Regions from separate parts of the Mus musculus genome. Here region 2 is linked to region 1. The links are chromatin contacts, called in public HiChIP or PLAC-seq maps. All regions are on one chromosome and are shown on one strand. The core of a region is the stretch at or near the end of the contact, and the rest is flanking DNA. Distances in the headings are between cores, read along the strand shown. Region 1 has its middle 63 kb from the start of Gm30936. Region 2 holds the start of Gm10646 (predicted gene 10646).

What was found. HiChIP or PLAC-seq counts read pairs in DNA pulled down with a chosen protein or histone mark.
Region 2: a contact with region 1 is called in an H3K27ac HiChIP or PLAC-seq map of extraembryonic endoderm stem cells, with 2.8 times the contacts expected there. The contact joins two enhancer-like sites. A contact is called at or near these places in 1 of 39 promoter capture datasets (cranial neural crest), 4 of 115 datasets of contacts at active chromatin or transcription factors (the SCID.adh cell line, embryonic forebrain, embryonic stem cells and 1 more) and 1 of 9 other capture datasets (embryonic stem cells).

Annotation. Positions count from the first base shown.
Region 1 is chr9:67,626,917-67,634,641 of GRCm38.p6, forward strand. It overlaps a transcript of Tln2 not described here. Among named protein-coding and RNA genes, the nearest start is that of Gm30936, 63 kb to the right of the region's middle. Within about 2 kb of position 2,630, at least 9 of the 459 cell types and tissues checked have an H3K27ac peak or open chromatin away from gene starts, as enhancers often do. A contact at or near this core is called in extraembryonic endoderm stem cells, where this site is marked.
Region 2 is chr9:67,102,197-67,109,921 of GRCm38.p6, forward strand. It overlaps Gm10646 (predicted gene 10646), which reads left to right and starts at 104. Exons shown (of 3, transcript NR_153957.1): 1 at 104-297; 2 at 3,642-3,891; 3 at 4,557-7,403. It also overlaps the pseudogene Gm22145. Within about 2 kb of position 3,850, at least 108 of the 459 cell types and tissues checked have an H3K27ac peak or open chromatin away from gene starts, as enhancers often do. A contact at or near this core is called in extraembryonic endoderm stem cells, where this site is marked.

The DNA.
Region 1 (7,725 bases), core at 1,380-3,879:
TGCAAACGCTCTCAACACTGACCCACCTTTCCAGCCCCAGTACATTCCTGTTCTGGGACAGGGTCTCTCTCACTAGACAGGGAGCTTCAGGAGTAAAGCTAGACTGATTGGTCAAAGAGACCCAAGAATCCCTGTTCCCATCTCCCCAGCACTGGGATTACAAATACACAGCACCACGCCCAACTTTACATGGGAAGCAGGGAGTGGAACTCGGGTCCTCACGCCTGTGCAGTGAACACTTCCCAGACTAGGCCATCTCCGAAGTCCTTGGAGCTTACATGCCAAAGACCAGGTAAGATCTCATGCAATGTCAAAGTGACATGGATTCAAGAAAAGAAAAAAGCCTAAGGCATAAGAAAGGATACCACTGTGACCCTCAGGATCTGAGATTACTGCAGACTCCAAAAAGAAGTATTTTGTGAAACCACATTTCCGGCTTCCAGAAGCCAGAAAGAATAAATCAAACAAGAATGCTGGAGTCAGAGCAGCCAGGGGCAGATTCAGTTGGTGTAGAGAATGTTCCAGACAGGAGGCAATCAGCTGACTAAATTACGTAGAGAGGCTGCAGATACTGAGAGAGCACCCCTGGACTCACTCTTCAAATGCTGCTGATACCTTAGGAAATGTTTCTTTGAGCCCCATGTGGTGGCACACACCTTTGACTCCAGAGCCAGAGGCAGAGGCAGAGGCAGGTGGATCTCTTTGCGTTCGAGCACAGCCTGGTCTATAGAGCAAGTTCCAGGACAGCTAGAGCTACACAGAGAAACCACATCTCAAACAATAACAGCAACAAAAAGGTTTCTTTGGAGTTTTTGTTTTAAAGATTTGTTTGTTTGTTTTTTAATTGTGCATGTGTGTGTGGTTTGTGCACCTTGAGTACAGGTTCTCATGGTGTCCAGAAGACATTAACGGACGACCTGAAACTGAGTTACAGGTGGTAAGCTGTAGGTGCTAAGAACCAAGTTTGCTTCCTCTACAAAAGCCCCTGAGCTCTCTCAGTTCCCTTGAGAAGAGTTTGACCACAAGGGGTAGGGCGAAGCCAGAGTACACTGGGAGAACAAAATGAGTGGGGAGGCTCATGCCTTTGATCCCAGCACTTAGGAGACAGAGGTAGGTAAGTCTCTCTAAGTTCAAAGCCAGCCTGGTTTATACAGCAAATTTGAGGCCAGCCAAGGAATATATAGTGAGTTCCTATTTAAAAAATAAAAATATGTGAGTGCAGAGGAGATAATAAATAAACAAACAAATAAATAAATAAAAATAAAACAGAACATGACAACTCTTTCAAAAAAAAATGCTTTGCTGAAGGGCTGGAGAGATGGCTTAAGAGCAAGCACATTTTGCTCTTACAGAGGACCCAGGTTCAGTTTCCAGTACCCACTTGGTAGATCACAACCACCTATATAACTCCAGTTCCCCTTCTGGCCTCTGAAGGCACAAGGCACACAAATAGTGCTCAGACATACATGTAGATAAAACACTCATACACAGAACATAAAATAAAAGTAGTTTTTCTCCTAGTGTCTGCTAAGAAGGGAAAGCAAAGAAATGGGAGATGAATGGCTAAGACACAAAGTCAAGGGATGCCTTTTTTGCCTAAGATGAAGATGTCAGAGCATCTCCTGTGAAGATAATCCATCAGCGAGGGACTCTGATGATGTGGAGGGGAAGGGACAGCTGCAGAAGTGCAGAGAGCATGAACTCCAGGGAGGACGTGGACTCCTCAGTAGTCAGTCAACTGCTTCAGTGCAGGAATCAGGGAAACCAAGTCACCGGCTGACAGCAACCTCACACTAAAGCACAGTGGGTCTGCGGCGTCAGGAGGCCCGCTGGGATTCAGTCATACATCAAGAGCACAGCAGTGCAGATGGCCCAGTGGCTTCGCCACCCAGGCTCATTACTGTGGGGGGTGGGGGGGGGGGTAGAACAGTGAAAGCAAAGCAGAGGGCGGGTCTAATCAAGGGCTGGGTACTCAGCAAAATGAGAGCAAGGGCAAGGGTCATGGAGGTTGAGGATGTTCAGGAATCAAAACTGGGTACAGAGGATGGAGGACAGGAATGGGAGTCTTCTAAATAAATAAATAATAAATAATAAAGTAAGGCTCTGTACTTGATTTATTTTTCATATATGTATATGAGTTTTGGCTTTGGTTTGATTTGATTTGTTTGTTTGTTTTTTTTTTTTTTTTTTTTTTTTTTTTGCCAGCATGTGTATGTGTGCATATCTGGTACCTGCAATGGCCAGAAGAATGGAGTCATATCTACCAGAAACAGAATTACAGATAGTTATGAGCTGCCACATGGGTGCTAGGAGCAGAGCCTCAGCAAGAGCAGCCAGTGCTCTTAACCTTTGAGCCACACCTCTCCTGCCCACCTTCTGCTTCTGTTGTGGGAGTTGCCAGTACTCCCTTTGTGCATCCTTTGGTAGGTCTGGGTTCCAAAACCGGGTCAATCACACTTCCCCTCCCCCCACTACCCCACCCCCCCTCCACACTCACACACCTTATCTACTAGATAAACACAAAAACAAGAGCACTGCCCTCTAGGGATGAAACGTGTGGGGTGAGGGCAGGGTTACTTATCAGAGCAGCAAGATAAGCCCCCAAGAGCTTCTGCAGGACAAATGAATGGAAGACACAGAAGATTCCATTAGTTAAAGTCTACCGTGGAAGAGTCAAAAGACAACGCGAACGCTTGCAAGCTGCTCGAGGCTTTGGAACAGTGTCAGTTGGAACTGTTGGTTAAGAGCGAAACAAAATGTAGAGGGCTGACGCTGACGCTGACTTTGAAAATGCACTGTGAAATGGGCTGCAAAAGAGCCTGGTCTTAATTCATAGCTCAGGGCAACCCGTGAAGAAAGGTTCTAAGGACCATGTGACTCTTGTATTCAGCTTGTCCATCTTCAGGAGATGGCAAGTGCCAGGAAGTCAGAGGCTCCCAGTGCCTTTCACTTCTGCTTTACCCTCGACTGCCTTACCTTGTGAGTGCTGCCTGTTTATTGGGAAGGGGAGCAGCAGAGGCGTTTGGGAGAGTTCAACTTCAGGGAGAACATCTGGTTAAACCCACCACTTATCCCCATTATTTGTAATAGTTGTGTTTGGCTTATGTTTTAGCTAGTCTTGTTATTAAATATAAAAGCAATAGGATTACAAAGTTCTAGATGGGGTAAATACTGTAATTAAAAAGGCACCAGTTGGGTTTGTTAAACTATAATTCTAGAATGCCAGCCTCCTTGTTATGTTTTTCTTCTTGCCTTTAAACATTTTTTTGTACCTAATAAAAATTGTTTTTGAATGATTTAACCGGTTTTAGTACTTCCTGCTAGTCAAACACCAACCCAAATCCCCAAGAAAATAGTCGGACTCAAAAATTCTGGAGCAAGAATGTCACAGATCACAAGTCCCAGACACCATCCTAAGAGCCTGGGAATGCAGCAAGCACACACCACCTGTCACATGGCCTGGTAAACTGATAGGCAACTTTCCAACTCACAAAGGCACTTTTCTAGCCCTTTTGAAGTTACAAAATTTTACTAAGGGGGAAAAAAAATCAGGCACTTTGATCAAGCTATGAAGCTACGACAGTAAGAACCAGGCAAGAGAGAGTAAAACCTGGTTAATAATATCTGGTGAAAGAGGCACACAGAATTCACTAAGTATTAAGGTAGTACCATTGAGATTAAATATTAGAAGGCCTGAAATAAAGCATCTCTGGAGTTGACGAGATGACACAGATGGTTGGTAAAGGGCACTGGCCACAAAGCCTAATGACCTGAATTCAATCCCAGGGAGCCACATAGTGGAAAACCTGACTCCTCTGACCTCTAAATAAGGTGCCTATGGCTTTTCCCGACCCACCTGCGCTCGTACATACACACAAATAGATAGATAGATAGACAGACAGGCAGGCAGGCAGGCAGGCAGGCAGGCAGGCAGACAGACAGATGAATATGATTTTTTTTTTTTGTTTTTTTGTTTTTTCGAGACAGGGTTTCTCTGTATAGCCCTGGCTGTCCTGAAACTCACTTTGTAGACCAGGCTGGCCTCGAACTCAGAAATCCATAATATGATTTTTAAAAACTTTTTAAAAGCTCCTTTAAGTTAACTTTCATTGCATCACATCTAAAAGCTGTGCAAAATATATATGCAGCACACATCCAGACCAGCTCCTTGGGTAAAGGCACTTACAGCTTTTGCAGAGGATATGGATTTGGTTGCCAGCATCCACGTTGTGGTTCACAACCACCTACAACTCCAGTTACCATGGGATCCAACCCCCTCTTCTGGCCTCTGCACACAGGTGGCAGGCACATGCACATAAAAATAAATAAATTTAAAATGCCCTCTAGGGAACAATGTTGGCAAACAAACCTGGGCAAGGTGGATTTTAAACGTGCATGTAGCCTACAATGTACTGAATAAACTACTCGTGGGGATGGAGTTTGGAATTTTTTACTTCTCCCTTGGAGATACAAAGTCTGAAACACAAAGCCAAAACTGAGAGAGACCCGCAGGATCCCTTAGAACTTCCTACATAAATGAAAAGGTGTACAAAGGTACGGGGTAGACAGTGGCTAAGAACTCTCCGTTTCTGGGATTCAGTGTGCCACCTCTGAGCTAAGCCCAGAAAAGTCAATGTGATTTAAAGAGGGAGTGGGGAGGGAGGGTTCATCAGCTAATTCTCACCAACATTGGCTATTCTAATTTTGGTCAACTGTTATCTGGGACTTTTCCACTCTTCTAGGGTTCAAATTAAAAGGAAGAAAAGCATTCCTGCATGCACACGTGTACTGGCCTTCTCACAGCCAATGGCCATAGCCACCCTTCCTTCTCACTTTCTGCACAAGATCCCCACAGAGAGGAACAAGGAAGGTACAACCATTGAAAGGGTAACTTTCACACTGTGGCACTTAATGAAGCATATGGGCAACTGCTGACGTCAGGGGCTACATCTCCTTCACAAAAGTCTCTCCTCTCCCCAGACACCTCCCCCATTAGGTGTCTTTGGTCCTTCCCGAAATCTCTTCCAATGATGAAGACCCCAAGTGCTGACAGGACCTCTCTACTGTGAAGCTGTTTGATTAAGACACCAAGGAGAAAAGCTAACACATTCCTGCACTCAGCCAATCACAGGTCAGCAAACACATTCTGCCCTGCCCCCTTCACAAAAAAAGCAGAGGTCACTTTGTATGTACAGAAGTAAAGATTCCCCCACGGGTCCACTTCTAAAAACATCCGGGAGCTAAAACATAGAGAATGTAATTCCCTCTCCCAGGAGCTTCAGAATCTAAACTGTCACTATGAGTACCAAGGTGCTCGTAATTACGTGTTCTGGGGTGCGCTTCCTTGGAACACCATCCTACTACTCTTATCTTTGTGTCCCCCTACAACACCAAACACTTCAGCTCACTCCTCTTCCCGTTCTCTGGAAATAACCCGGACTTAGTTTTCATTAACTCAGCCTCCTCTCCTTCCATCTCTGCCCCATCACCAACAGCAAGAAAACAAGTTCTCCCACGTGTCACCTGAAGCCCCGACTTCGGGAAACGCACCCCTTTCCTCCACTATCCCCGCGCCAGAGAGAGCCCTGCAAAAAGCCTGTCGCCTGCACAAGCTAGGAGACGACAGGAGGCTTCAGGCTGATCCACATAAGCCAGGCCCTTGGCCAATCTACGAACCTACTTGCTTTCTCTCCAGCCTTGAGTGAGCTCCCGCGCCAGGTGGAGCACCCCGCAAGCCCCGGTGCTGGGGAGCAGGGTTGGGGGGGGGTGTTACTGAAGGGAACGCTCAACAACGTGCGCAGGCCAGGGAGAGGCTGTGCGCGCAGCTCCGGCAGAGCGCTGGTGGCAGTAGCTTGGGGAAAAGAGGGGCGTGTGCTCTGCGCCAAGCAGCCCCAAGCGCTACGGACTCCCCTGCTCTGTGACACCCGCGAGCCACATGCATCGGTCCCCTGCACCGCTCTTCGCCGCCCCCCCACCCGGGACCCAGCCTAGCCAGACCTGGGCGACGCGCTGCAGTCCGCGCGCCCTTGTGGGGACAGCCGCCTCTTAGCTCGCCCGGGCGCGCAAACTTTCCCAACGACAATCGCTCCGGCTTCCCCCGGGGGCTTCGGAAAGTGGGCGCCCCCCTTAGCCTCTGTAAAAACCCACTGAAAATATGGCGCCCTCGAACGTCGTTCCTTGGGCCCCGAAAAGCCAGTCTCCAGATCCCTCCCGATCCCCGCCGGCGCGAAATCTCAGCTCCTGAGGGTCGGGGAAGGAGACGAGAGGCCGCCGCACTGGGTCCAAACCCTGCCCTCGCTCTCCGCCCCGCGCTTTCCCTGAACGGTCCGCGGCCAGCAGCTGGTTGTTAGCGAGACGGCCAGGGAAAGGGGGAGTCCTGCAATCTGCAGGTCTCAGAGTCGGGGACTAGGAAGCATCCCGGGGTGTCTTTCTCCACGAGCCAGAGCGGGAGACTTGTTTGCAAAGTGGCGCTTTAAGTCGGGGCAGCCAGTGCTGGAATGAAGCCGCTCTGCTCTCCGCCAACTCAGTCGGCGCCGGGGTCACGGCCGGAGTCCAAGGGGCCCCTCGGTGCAAACCGGGCCGCTTTACCGACCCTGTTACTGGAAACCCGAGGACCGAGCCCGGGAGGGGACCAGCTGCTTAAGGCTAGGGATCAGCTCTCTGGCTCCCGCTGCAAGACTGTTTGCAAACCCGGCAACCGGCTTGAGTGCGGCGAAACCTACATGTGCAATAGACAGGTGCATTCGTTGCAATTTATTTTTCTTTTCTTGCAAAAAAAAAAAAAATACCCTCCTAAGCAATGAAATCTAGAAGCTTGACAGGGTTTTTCTACATTGACATCACTTACGAGATGCAAACCCGAGAAGAAAACCACCCACATATCCCTTCTGGAGAGGGGAGGGAAAAGGCACTGGAAATCCCTGCAGCGCGCATGCAGGCTGGAGAGCTGGGCAGCGCCACGCGCCGCGCCTTACCGCGGGGATGCAGCTACTGTCTCATTGCGGAGCGCCAGCCCACGAGTGCAGCCAGCTCCGCTCCCGCTGCGCCGCCGCCGCCGCCGCTGCCGCCGCTGCTGGCTCCGGGCGCGGAACCGGAGCCGAGGGCGAGCGCGAGCGCACGGCCCGCGAGCGCCGGGAGGGCAGGAAGCGCGTCATCACTGGGGGACGGCGCGGCGGAGCTCGCCACCCGGCTCCTGGGTGTCTGCACCCCGGCCGTGGGATGGGGGCACGCGTGGAGCTGTGGTGGGGGCCACGTGTCAGAGGAACAAGGGACACCCCCGGCTGACCCAGAATCTGGAGAGGGATGAGGCGGCAGGGGGACCAGGCTAGCATGAGGCCTCTGAGTCTTCTCAGCGCCGGGACCACGGGCCGGGTCCTGGAGGTTACCAGGTGTGGATCCAGCCATGAGGGTGGCGGGATGGATGCCAGTCACTTGGATTTAAGAAACGACTCTTCCAGGAAGATGGGTAGCAAAATGGGTGTGACTATTGCACTGATTTTTTTTTCCCGAGACAGCGTCACACTATGTAGACCAGGCTGGACCCAAACTCAAGATACTCCGCCTCCCCGAGTACAGGGATTAAAGACCTTTGCCACCACGGCCGACCGGCTGGGTGGCTTGCTTTATTCATACATTCATTCACTTATGTCTCCATCTATCATGTCCTGGAATTAAGTCACTTATGTATCCCTTGTATTTACATGAGCTCTGGAATGTTGGAATGGC
Region 2 (7,725 bases), core at 2,600-5,099, 520 kb before region 1:
CAGGAAAAGCCTGATTGTACAAGTTTGAGTTCTTTCTTCCTTCTCTGTCTCTTCTCCCTCCCTCCCTCCCTCCTTTCTTTCTCCCAGACCTCTCTCTTTTTCAAGCAGGCTCAGAATTTTTTAAATGATAGCATGTACCTTGTGATTCTCTGAGAGGCCCGGGGTGGCCTCCAGTTTGCTATGTAGCCGAGGCTTGCCACAATTCTGATCCTTTGGTCTCAGCCTCCCAAAGGTACATACAACTACATCCAGATTATGAAGAACCGAAGACCAAAAGCAGGACCATTTGCATGCAAGGCAAGTTCTCTACCCACTGAGCTACATCCCCAGTCCTTCACTGTTATTTATTATTATTTATTAATGTTTTCCTAGTGTCTAATTTTATAGCATCTAATCTGAAAACTAGCAAGCAATGTGTGTGTGCGCGTGTGTGCTCTTTTAGGTATGAAGGCCTCCATTAGGAAAGAGCCTCCCTCAGGCCTCCTTCCCCAGCACAGGCCCCACATAGTGACAGGGCCACGGAAAGGAGACAGAGTGCCAAGCGGAGCTGCATCATGGGTGGCAAGGAGGAATATTGCCAAGTTTGCAGTTCTGCCTGTGGCTAGGAGTCGTGAGGCCAAGACCTTGATGGAAAGCCGAGAGCTATTTTCCTTGGCAAAGGGTGTTCACTCTCAGGTTATAATGCTGCCTTTAGGGTTCTATGATGGAGGGGGAGGGAGGTTATCAGACTTGATCTACAAGGTTTGCCCCTGTGACTTTTATAAACCTCACATTGGCAAGATTTGGTGGGGGGTGAGGGTGGGGGCAGAAGTTGGCCCAGCTGTGGAGTGTGAATCTCATTTGGCGGTAAACACCCTGTGGGCTGCTACAGCCCACCAGAATTGCTCCTAGGGCCTGTGTGTTTTCTGAAGTTCTGAGCAGGCTGATTGGGCAAAAAGAGGGGGGGGGGGGACAGGGAGGGAGGGAGAGAGAAAGAGAGACAGAGAGACAGAGAGACAGAGAGACAGAGAGACAGAGAGAGAGAGAGAGAGAGTCTTGCTCCTCACAGTGTCAGCTTTCCAGAGACCCTGGGACAAGGGATTGAGGTGTATATTTTACATATCAAAGCAGACCTGGCCTCTAGGTTTTCCCAGCATACCTCAGTCCCTACCTGGCATGCCCTGTCCCAACCATAAATTTTCTAGTCCAGGCGCCTGGTGGCCCTTCCTACAGAGGCTTCTCCCTATATTTATATTTTGTACTCTCTCTCTCTCTCTCTCTCTCTCTCTCTCTCTCTCTCTCTCTCCCTCCCTCCCTCCCTCTCCCTCTTCCTCTCCCTCTCTCCCTCCCTTCTTCTCTGCCCTTTCCCCTCTTTCCCCATGGTGACTCCCCTGGCCTCAATTCTTAGGCCCAGTGAACTCTCCCAAACCTGCCTCTAAAATATTCTAATCTGGTTTAAATTGCTTCATTTCACCAGCAGAGAAGTAACCTGTCACCTGCCTGGAGCCAAGAAGCAGGGGCTGTGCTGAGGGCGTGGGCTGCAGCGGCAGGCAGACCTGAGATGGACAAGCTGCTTAGCTGCTAAGCTGCTAACTGCCTTGTCTATCTCTGGGCAATCGAATGACCCTACTTTCTCTCCCAGGCTTTTTTCCCTCTTCAGTGCTGAGGATCATACCTGCAGCCTCACCAGTCAAAGCAAATACTAAGCCAATGAAGTAGCTTTATCCCAAGAGACTTCTGAAAACCTTGATGAGGAAAGAATTCAAGTTTTGGTTATAGAGAGAAGAAAACTGAGGATCCCAAATAGCCTTTGAGAATGGGGGCACACTCAGGACCCTGCTCTGTCTCACGGGAGTGTGAGGTTGCACTAACCTACACTGAGTGAATCCCAGGCCTTTGCAACCGGGCTGGAAGGGGCTCCGCTTCAAGCAGTGGGAGAGCGACAGATGAGGGTACTGGCAGACTGGATATGATAAAAATACACTGAATACGTGTACGCAGTTGTCAAAAAAATAAGTGAAAAATTATTTCAATAAATGCAAGAGATCCCTCAGTCAAGAAGGGAGTTTTCCCAGGGTGATGCTTAGCCATTGCAATCCAGATCTTCCAACCCTTGAGATTTCCCCAAATGTGGGAAACTCTATTGTGTAGTTTGGGGACTATGTTATAACTTTGCCTTATAAAAACTAAATAAAAATAATATAGTGCAAGAGAGAACTCAGATAATTCAGCTTGCCTGAGAGACTTTAGGATATATTGAATTGGATGAGTCCCAGAGGATAAGAAGGGAAGTGAGAACAGAAAGTTACTTGAAGAGATTATAATGTTTTTGTTTTCTTTCTGGATTTGAAGCCATTAGACAGTGCAAACGGGGCCTCTCCAGGTGCACCTGTGTGCGACTCACCTTTGCTGCCCCTGTGGGACACACAGTAGGTGTGGCTATCTATGTGGTCTTACTCAATGGTCATCTCTGGGACGGGTGTGACCATCAGATGAGGCCCCTGGCAGGGGAGCCCATGGTGGAGAAGCCTGCCCAACGCCATGTGGTCAAAAGAGGAGTGGGAGCTTCAGTCTCCAGCAGAAACCTTTCAGTCTTGATAGAGTCTGACTGACTCATCTAGGATCCTCCCAGTTCCTGTGGGAAAGTCCCATGTGCTGGGCAACCTCCTTAGTCCCCAAGCAAACTGGATCGTGGCTCATGCTAGGTCAACTGCATAAACTCAGGGATTTGACAGATGGTGGTTTGAATTCCATCCCTACATTTTAATGACTATGTGTGCACTTTAACTTTTTTGCCAGTAAAGCTCTCTCTCGCTCTCTCTTTCTCTCTCTCTCAATCTTAAAAAGAATTATTGTTTCTTTTGGCAAAAAGGTCACACACACAGCCAGCAGGCATTGAATGGTGGCCTGTCCAAACTCTATATAACAGACACTCAAGAAATGTTAGCTTTGGGGACAGAGACATGACTCAACAGGTAAGAGTTTTGTGCTCTCCCAGAGGATCCAAGTTTGGTTCCCATCTCTCACCTATAGCTCTAGTTCCAAGGAATCCAGTACTCTTAGCTTCATCTGCACAGGCAGCATTCACACACACACACACACACACACACCTCTTTATACATGATAACTATTATTATTTGTATCTTGTTACAGTTTGGGTTTCCTACGATGATATCCATCTGTATAAAGCAGGGCCTGGTTTCAGAGGTCTGGAACACCAAGATTAAGGACACCCATGTTATCCTAGTTACAAAACATGACTACATCCCCAAATCAGCCTGGAGCTTTGCTTATACCTAGATCCTCGTAGGCTATAGAGTTGGTGGGGGTGTAGGGTTGAATGCTTGGCTGTGTTCAAGTCTCATACTGTAAAGACAATACAAAACACCTTAGTTCCCCCCAGGACACTGTCTCTAAAACACCCTTTTGACTTGTATAACAAGGTGTGTGAGTTTGCAAGGAATCCCTGAGAAACCGTTTAAACTCTGCTGAAACGTTAGAAGGCACAGGCTATGCTAGGCAATTTTCCGGTGATGGGTGTTGTGAGCTGTGGCAGGGCCCAACTGCGGTCAGAACCATCAGAGTTAATGCAAGGTTGGGTCCTCTCTGATCAGGAGGGGACAAAACAAAAGTCCATTGTTTGTTTGTTTTTTTCCCCCCAGAGCTTGAGCCTGCCTGAGGATGAAACTTCAAAGCAATTCCACAGGACCCTTAAAGATGGCTAATCCTCAGGCAGAACTCCTTTTTCTGTCTGTCCTGCTTCCTGACCCCGCTGCTGGCAGCTGGCCCAGGCTCCCACCTCTGCCCAGGGAGGCATTCCCTCCCGATGACCTCATCAGAAACGGTCCCTCCCGCAGGCCAGGACCTCTCACCACAAATTCTTCTTCTTCATCAGAGGCCCTGAAGCCAACGGTGAGTGGGCTACCACATCCCCTCCTCTCTAGAGAGCCGGCTTGGGGCGATGAGTCATGGAGGAAGCCATCTGGCTGCTAAATGCTCGAGATCGCCTAAGAGCCATCAGTTCAGTTCACTCACAAACCTATGAATGGTTCCTTAAAAGAAAATGTAAAGGGCAAGAAACCAAAAGAGGGCCCTGGACCTAGCTCCTTGTAGAGTGCTTGCCTAGAACGCATGGAACGCTAGGCTTGATCCCTAACACGGCACAAAGCAGGCCTTCGCATGCTTCGGAAGGAGCAGAAGTTCAAGACCTCCCTGGGTACACACAGAATTTGAAGGCCTCCTGGGCTACTTGAGAGCCTGTGGGAGGTGGTAAGTAAATTATAATTTGAGAGTTTTGCAGTAGCCCAAGTGAGATACAAAGGGAAGTGTGGGGCTGGAGAGATGGCTCTGCAGTTAGGAGTGAGCACTGCTCTTGCAGAGCCTGCATTGATTTCCAGCTCACATCTACTGGTCACTCCAGCGCCAGGGGATCTGGACTCTGAAAACACCCGTATTCACAGGCTTACACACTGGGGTGTGTTGCTTTCATTCACAAACAATAACTGAAGGAAATGGTAAATTTCAGGGTTTTTTTTTTTCCCCTATAGACCTAGTGAGCTCTATTGTCTGATTCACAGACCCTCACGAGGAATTCTGGAACCAGGTGACCTGCCTTCCAAGTGACCTGCCTTCCAGGTGACGTGACCTGCCTTCCAAGTGACCTGCCTTCCAGATTTAGCATTTTGTAGCCATGGAGAGTAAATTTCTCCCAGTTGTTCATGGACTTGTGGGATATCAGTACATCAAGGAGGCTCCTAACTATAATCCCTCTTTTTAAAAGAAATGCCAGGCATGAATGTTGTTGCCACTGGAGGGAGGAGAAGGGATGAAGAAAGGATTCAGAGGAATGACAGGTAAATCTCTGACCCTTCCATCATTCCCTGTGGTGAACAGGGAGCTGAGGGACTAGTCATCTTGTTTACAGCCACGGCCCACAGGTCATTCCTCCGAACAAAGGATTCAGAGTTACCGCCATGAACCCAACAGATTAGGCTGAGAAACCAGATAGTCAGTATCTGAAAAGGCAATACCCTTCCTCACTATGAGTATGAGTATGAGTGTGAGTGTGAGTGTGAGTGTGTGTGTGGTGTGTATGTGTGTTGTGTGTATGTGTGTGTGTGTGTGTGTGTGTGTGTGGTGTATACGTGTGGTGTGTGTGTGTGTGTAGTATGATGTGTATGTGTGTGTGTGTGGTATGTGTGTATGTGGTGTGTGTGTGTGTGTGTGTGTCTATGCCTGTGTGTGTGTCTATGCATGCATAGCTGTGGAGGTCAAAGGTCAGTGTTGGTAATTTTCCATCAGTCACTGCTCTACCAATCTTCAGGCTCTCACTGAACCTGGACTTTGTGGAGTAGGCATGGGAGCCGTGCATAGGTTTTAGCATAAGTTCTGGGGATTCAAATCATGTCTTCATGTATTCAGCAAGTGCTCCAATCCATCTTTCCAGCCCCTGAAGGGCTTTTCTACAAGTGCTAATGTCCATGCATAGGTCTTCAGACCAACATATTTTCATTTCTTGTGTGTCTGAGTGAAGTGTATGTTGGTATCTTCCTCAGCCCCTCACCTCAAAGATCTGTCTCTGTGTGTAGGCCCTGGGATTACAGGTGTGTATGGAGCCAGGATTGTTTTACACAGGTGCTAGGATTTGAACCCAGGTTCTCAAGCTTGCCCTGGGGACACTTTACCAACTGAGCAATCTCCCCAGGCCCCTGATTCTCCCGAATCCTAGAGCCAAGTCTACACCAATGAGAACTGATTGCTGTAAGAATTTATTTTCCATTGATAAGAAACATGTGCTTCCTACATCCTTCTGGGAGTCTTGACAAATGACAAATTCAGTCGAACGTACAAAACTCAGCTGCCCACAGCAGCAACTCCTAAATCAACCTTGATTTCCTATTAGTCAATATTTCATGACCTCATTGCCAAGCCATGTTGATCTCCCCTCCCCTCCCGAGGTCTCCCCTCAGGCAGAATGTCTTGCCTGGGCTAGCCAAGGAAAGCTACTTGATTTCTCTGACAGGGCTGCTCTTGTGTCTTCTGGTGTGGGTTTCTCTGATTGAGTCCTTTGTTCTTCAGCCATCCACCTGCAGGTAATTATTCAGTACTTAGAATGTTTGCAGTGCTGGAGTAAATGCTGGGGAGTGAAAACTGTTTGCTGAACACTTCTGACACGTCAGGCACTGTGCGAACACTGTCACAGTCCTTATGTGTTAATTAGCCTTTCTTATTGTCACCAAATACCTAACAAAAAGCAACTTAAGGTCGAAGAGATTTATTTTGACTCGTGATTTAGAAGGCTACAGCCCATCACTGCACAGAAGGTAAAGTGGTGAGAATGACTTGAGACAACTACTTCTCATATGGACTAGGAAGAGACCTCAGGTCAGGATCAGTGTCCATAGCTCTCTAGCCCCACCCCTGCTGCTCTATGTCCAGACTCCAAGTCCACACGATTCTATTGAATGAAAAAACAATGAGGGCAGGTCCGGAGGAGGAGAAGGTTGACATGAGGGAGAGTCAGGAAGAGGCATCTGAAAAGATCCAGACTAAACCATGAGAAGAGGTAGGGGTGGGGGTGTGAGAGAGGAAGAGAAGGGAGAGGGAGCAAAGAGATTCCCTAGGAACCCAAAGACCAAGAATACCAAAATGTCAAGAGACCCCATGTCCAAAATGGCTAAGGTTATATAGGGATTACAGGCTGGGGGAAGGGAAGTCCAGTCCAGTCCTTGGTCTGAAGACTTTGGGGGGTGGGGGTAGGGGAAGGGGTTGGGCAGGGGGATGATGACTCTGTAACAGGTATTGAGAGAGGCTGGGAGAACCTGGCAGCCAGCATCCACTTTGATATGTTTTAAATAGGCACCTCAGTTATCCATTTATCCTGAGTTTGAGATCTAATATCTATGATCTCCCAGAACATTATCACCAGCTGGGGACCAAGTGCTAATGTATGAGTGAGTAGGAGTGGGGCACTTCACATTCAAGCCATAACAGTTTCTCATTTAGTTCTCAGAGCTACCTGTGAAGTTGGACTTATTCTGTAGAAAGAGTTCAAAGCTGAATAGGTTCTTAGTCCACAAGTTACTAACTAGCACTTAGCTATTTACACAATTCCTAGGAAAGAAAATATATATAATATAATTCTATTTTCCAGGAGTTTGTAGTCTGTGTGTGTGTGTCTAATATATGTATACATATAGCTACATATGAACTATATGATAGCTACACCTTGAACTATAGACCTGAGGAACCATGCAAAGGCAGGAAATTGTAGTTTAAATGCAAGGAGAGATAAGACCACTGCACCACTGCAGACTGGATGGTTGTGAAGGAATGCTTACTCCAACAGCTGAAGAACTGGAAGGAGGAAAGGGAGGCAAGAGAATAACCAGGCAGCAGCATGGAGGACCTCAGAGGCCCAGAATACAAAAAAAAAAAAAAAAAAAAAAAAAAAAAATCAGATGTAATTTGGGAGGGGTGGGGCATGGCACAAAAGCATAAACCCTCTGGAATGAGGGTGTTTTCAGCTCGAGGCCTTAGCCACATTAGTGGCCAGATAAGCAGAGCACAAGAGGGACACAGTGGCCATTGGTGTGCAGGTGGGAGCAGGGAGGATTGCATGAAGTGTTCAGGTTGCAAGATGTGTGGCTTTGAGTGTCAGGTTGAGGAATGGCATATCGTCTCATAGGTAGACACTGGTATCCAGAACTGTGGGTTCTAGACCACACATGAAGGGAATCAAGTGAT